Linked DNA regions of Anser cygnoides: region 2 is linked to region 1. The links are chromatin contacts, called in public Hi-C maps. All regions are on one chromosome and are shown on one strand. Each heading gives the region's core, a stretch centred on a gene start, on an enhancer-like site or on the middle of the called end of the contact. The rest is flanking DNA. Distances are from core to core; before and after follow the strand shown. Region 1 overlaps CD81 (CD81 molecule). Region 2 has its middle 88 kb from the start of IGF2.

Region 1 (2,700 bases), core at 33-2,532:
TTTGGTGCTATTTCTTGCCTTCTCAAGCACAACGTGCCAAAAACTCTGACATGCCTCAATAACAGTCCAAGAGCAGATATGTACGTGCCAGCACTCTCCTCTTCTGCATATAACTCTGCTACGGGAGGAGGAGAGGAAAAAATCAAAATAAATTTAAAAAAATAAATAAATCACTGAAAGCCCTAAAACAGGGTTGTCCCAGGGCCTGCAGAATGGGGATACCCACGTGGTGGCTCGTGAATGTGGCCACTTCCAGCCAGCTTCTCCCTGAGGCTGGCAGAGCCTGGTGATGGTGACGGAGCCTGGCATCTGGTTTAAACCCGAACCACGTGCGAGAACTTACTAAAAATAACTGGGTCTCCCTCACCCCCAAGGCCAAGGCTTTTGGTGTAGCTGCAGCTTGTGCAATTAAGCTCATCCTGTGCCAGGAATCCCAAGCTGCTGCCTGCCATCAAGGATGCCTGTAGCGCTTCAGTAATGGTTTTCCCAAGATTTACCTCAACACCCTCACTAAGATATTGTGGAAAATCTCTGCTGTTTCCTAGCCCTAACAGGTAAAAATATTAGATGACTCCATACAAGTGTTGAACTCCCCACGGACTGCCTTGAAACCAAGACCAAAATGGGAAGCTGTAGGGGATGTTGGGTAAGAAAAAGGTGGTTCAGTGGCCATGTGCCCTCACAGTGCTAAGCCCCTTACCGTTCCCAGAAGGCACTGAGACTCCTGGATAGCGCCGTAGCATCCCAGGAAGCCCACGAACATCATGACAGCACCAACCGCAATCAGTATGTAGATTCCTGCAAGGGAGAACAAGAGGCAGACGTTACTGCAGAGCCTCCTAAAGAAGCACCCCATCACTGGGCCAGGCATGCTGGCTCCATAGCTAATTACAGGTATGCATAATTAAGTCCTGAGAGTAGCAGAGGTAGCTGCGGATGTGGCAGCAGCAGAAAAGGCCACCGCGTCTCACCCTGCTTTCTGCTCTGCTACTCTTCTGCTGACGCTGGTGTCCCCAGGTGTGAACCAAGATGGGCTGGTGGAAGTGGTCCACAACTACCTGAGTTCAGACCCTATTTCAGGCCACTGTTATTGTTCCTCCCATTAAAATAAACATTATCACCATCAGTAAGCTCATTTGGGGTGAATTTGCCCACAGGTGTTCCCTCTGCACTAGCCAAGACCTCATGGCTGGTCTGGGCGCCAACGCAAATCACACAACTTACACCAGTCAAACCTCAAAGCACTTGAAGGTAGCAATACTGAAACTTGAAAAAGCAGCCACCCCCAAAATCACAGGAAACACACAGAGCTCGATCAATGATAGGAAGAGGGTGTAGCAAGGAAGACAAAGGCTTTACAGTGTCCTGAAAGCTGCATTATTGGAGTTCCCATGGCATCCTATTTTAAATATTTAAGCAGAGGAGATAAAAAATGATTAGTTAACGTATCTTTTTAAACAAACAATAAGGCATATGGCTTGTTTAGATTAAACATCAGACAAATATTTATCCTGCTAACTTTTCAGAGACGGACAAGCCACAAAACCAAGGGAAAAGCGCTGCTTAAGCATCCCAGTTAATATAATCTAGACTTTGTTTGTCAAAGGTTCTTCCACAGAGATTTTTTTTATTTCAACTTATTAAATTTGCACCGTCAGCTTGCTCCCCGACTAACTCAAGGTTTGGAAACCAGGCAGGGAGAGCTCAGAAAACGGAGGAACGAAAGTCCATTTTCACTCAGGAACCAAGCGCTTAGCCCAGGTACACAGCCACAACGCTTTCCCTCCCAAGCCATGCAATGCTACCAGTTCGGTTACACTGTCTCCTTTTCCAAAAAACACAGCTTTCTCCTCATGTATCTTGTATGTTTAGTGTATTTTTAGTTAACTAACATTCTCAAGTATTGTGGGTCTACTATTTTGTAAGCGAATTCCACTTTCTGTTCCAAAGCAACTTGATGTGTGCAAAAAATAATCAAAGAAATAATTCAACATCAGGCAAGATCGCAGTCATTTTTAACCCAAAGTGAGAAAAAAATCAAAATCTGAATAAGAAGATATTTTATATTTATGCTTATAAATATATAAGCATCTCAAAGCTAACAGCAATACAGCAAATCTTCCCAGTGCTTGGGAGAGACATCCCTTCAACGAAGTGTTTTATTTTGCTAGGAGTCTAAACATGTTTATAGTTATTAATCAGTCGGTCAGCCCTTAGGATCAGAACTAAAGTACAAACAAGATCAAAACTGCTTTTTATGTGCCCATCGTGCCCAAGGTTTTTCTTATCTTTGTAGCTTTTAAGCAATCATCTGATAATTTATGTGTAAAGTCTAACGGGCATGCATGACACAACCGAGTTCTGTGAGAGCAGAGCTAAGCCAAGATAAACCTTCCTCTAAAAACCCGATACACGATAATAACCCCAGCATATTTAACCCCCCCTTAACGGATATTGCAAGCTCAGGAAGGGTCAACTTCGTCTCCCGAGCCTTCCCTTTTTAAAACAAAAGCCACCCCACTTGGCAAGGGAAACGCCACTAGCACAGCTTGACTGCTGGGACCCTCCTGTCCCCAGGCGAGGGGACAGCGCTTCTCACCCGCCCGGCACTCGCACAATGCCCCCGGCTATATTTAGTGGGAGGCAGGAGGGAGGAAGCCAGATGCAAGGGAAGCGCGGCACAATGGGGCGAGCTGACCC
Region 2 (2,700 bases), core at 178-2,677, 250 kb after region 1:
CCTAAAGGGAAAAGACATCTAATAAATGGATCCCTGTAAATGTTTCACCCAGCTCTAATATCAAATGTTATTAAGTAATACAAGAGCCTGAGCTTGCCTCCTTGTTCGTCGGGTAACGAGTTAGGTGTGCTGCAGATGGGAAAAGTGGATTTTTCACCTTCCCAGCCCAGGCTCACTAAGACCAGGGAATAGGGCTTTTCTTAGTCTACCTTATTGCTCTCAAGCATGTTACACAGAAGTGTAACACGCAAGGAGTGAGAACCAGCCCTTGCCCAAATTGATTACACGCTGAATAAGTAAGAGGACAAGGGAGCAGTGTTTTCGAGAGAGGAGCTGAGGTGCACCCAGGGGTTCAGTGCTTTGAGCGTCACTGCTAGACCCCTTTTCCCTAAAGTAAAAGAGGCTCTAGATTAAATTTGTCCAGGTATCAGAGGAATCTCAGTCCTGCTATAGATAAAACCAAACATCGCTTTCTGTTTATAGGTGGACTATTCTAAGCGCTCCTAAACCAGCATGCCTCAGCATCCCAAAATGCATCCTCTCTCCCAGGCATGCCAAGGTTAGCAAGCCAACTTTGTAGTGGCTGCGCAGGGGAGGAGTGGAGCCAAGACCCCCTGAAAACAACCAGACAATAGCTTCACTGTCTGAAATTACTGCACTCAAGATTTGAACTTCAGCCTCTGTGGAAGATGCTGTGGACAATCTCACTGCATTTGGCTCACTAGAGCTGCATCAGAAGTTTGCAGGTTGGCATAGAAGAGGTCAGGCTGTCTAGTGAGGTCTTCTGGTTTTAAAAAGTATGAAATTATATGAAGTGGGTATGAAGAAACTGAAGAGAACATACTGCTGTCTGTTCCCTTGCTCTTGATAGGATATGCTCAGACAGAAAAAATATTAGTCTTTACTTCTTGTTTTCACGTGCCTCTTTTCTTGATTTTTCCATGAGGTTCTGTGTGTCTGAACATATATAGTGACAATGCTGGAAGAGAGCAGAGTTAAGGTTATTTTCAGAGTGTAGCATGAACCTCTACACTTCCCACTTTTCAGAAGTTTAAATTTGCATTAATTTCTCATTTCCTGCTCGGGATAAATCCTTTATGCATTCTGGAACAATACGAGACACCATTAGGCAACATTAACTTCGTGCTGAAGGTTTTGGCATACAATGCTGTATGCTCTAATCTATTTGCAAATCAAAAGCCAATGCTTTGCACACTTCAGTGAAAAGCCAGAGGCAGCCTGCCCCACTAGAAAGGTCACCAGATTAGGACTCAAGGGAACTCTTCGAAGTTCTGCCACTGATTTACTGCTCAGTCATCTTGGCCAAGTCATCTCTTTTCTTTCTGCCTCTAGTTTTGCTCCCATTCTTTGTGTTTTCTATTCAGGCTGCAAGTTCTTCAGGGCAGGAGCAGCCCTCTCATTACGTTCTGGTCCTGTGCCTCGCACAGCAGGCCCCCTTCCTAGCTAGAGCGCGCCTACTGGATGCTACTGCAACACAAAGAATTCAGAGCCTCAGCAGTTTGGCTTTCTCTCCCAGGATCTTCAGTCCCTCTCGCTTGCTTCCTCGACATAAAGCTGTACAGAAGAGGCACTGGTCACCAAGTAAGTGACCAAGTTCCCAGTCAAAGGGTTAAAATAGCCAAGTCCGTTAGATAAAGAAGAGAAAGCTGTAGGAGGAACTCAGATCATATTGCAAGCTAGGTACTAGTTAATCAATAGTATTCAAAGGTGAAGGCCATATGGAGGAGCCAGGAACCATTGCACAAGTTAAGCAAAGTTTAGTGAACAGCAAGCCTGATAAAGCAAAGCTTTAACTATTTTCTGTGAAAAGTTCCACCTTTCCTTTAACCTGGCTCTGGACCACGGACCACATATGCCAATCTTCTCTGTTACTGACTCATGCACTAGAGGGTTCAGTGGAAGTTCTGAGACCAACCCATGGACAATACCTCTTTATTGCCCTGACAGTTCATATAGTACGTGTTACATATAATTCTCCTATTCACTGGACTCTCGATCCAAACTCTTCTGGTAAAAGGGCTTGTGGGCAGTTTACTTTCTGTCCAATGACTTCATTGCAAAGGGTTTTTTTTCTGTCTCTGTTGAGCTTGCCATGTGCAAGCTTTCCTTCCTCTTGTTTCCCTCCTCTTGTTTCCCAGTTTCTGGAAATAATTTGTGGTTTGGAAATGGAAATGCCCTCATAGGCTTCAAAGAGCTTAAAGCCTACCATGCCAGATCAGTCCATTGGATCCATCTAATCTGCTCTCCTCTTTCCAGCCACGACCAATACCTGGTGCTTCAGAAGACAACACAACTTTATAATGGCAACAGGACACTTCAGTTTTAGACACAGTCCCTGCTCTGAATAGATGAGGAGCTGCTAAAGCATTCTCCCACTTCCACCCTCGACTGCCCTAGATTTTCTGGGAGGGTTCCTCAAAGAATCAACTAAAGGGCAAGCAGAGACCCCCCACAAGGATAAAGAGACTGAAGGGGGCAAAGTACATCGACACATATCAGAAGAGGGCTTCCCAAAACATAGCACAACAAACACAGCTCAGCCCCTTCCAGGACTGGCTTGGCTTCCTTCCCCTGCTCAAAGAAGTTGGCAAGCAAATCTTTATTGTAAGAGACAGAACAGAAGCCGTAAGGGAGGTACTGAAATCTGGGGATAATTCACAAAATCCTGGCCTGTGGTGC

What was found. Hi-C and Micro-C count contacts between places; a contact is called where the count stands out from the background.
Region 2: a contact with region 1 is called in a Hi-C map of liver, with 2.2 times the contacts expected there. The contact joins two enhancer-like sites. A contact is called at or near these places in 2 of 7 Hi-C or Micro-C datasets (both in liver).

The regions. Positions count from the first base shown.
Region 1 is chr5:38,174,834-38,177,533 of Taihu_goose_T2T_genome, forward strand. CD81 (CD81 molecule) reads right to left here. Exons shown (of 8, transcript XM_048066636.2): 3 at 701-798. Among named protein-coding and RNA genes, the nearest start is that of TSSC4, 17 kb to the left of the region's middle. Within about 2 kb of position 1,283, at least 1 of the 3 cell types and tissues checked has open chromatin away from gene starts, as enhancers often do. A contact at or near this core is called in liver, where this site is marked.
Region 2 is chr5:38,420,479-38,423,178 of Taihu_goose_T2T_genome, forward strand. No RefSeq gene overlaps it. Among named protein-coding and RNA genes, the nearest start is that of IGF2, 88 kb to the left of the region's middle. Within about 2 kb of position 1,428, at least 1 of the 3 cell types and tissues checked has open chromatin away from gene starts, as enhancers often do. A contact at or near this core is called in liver, where this site is marked.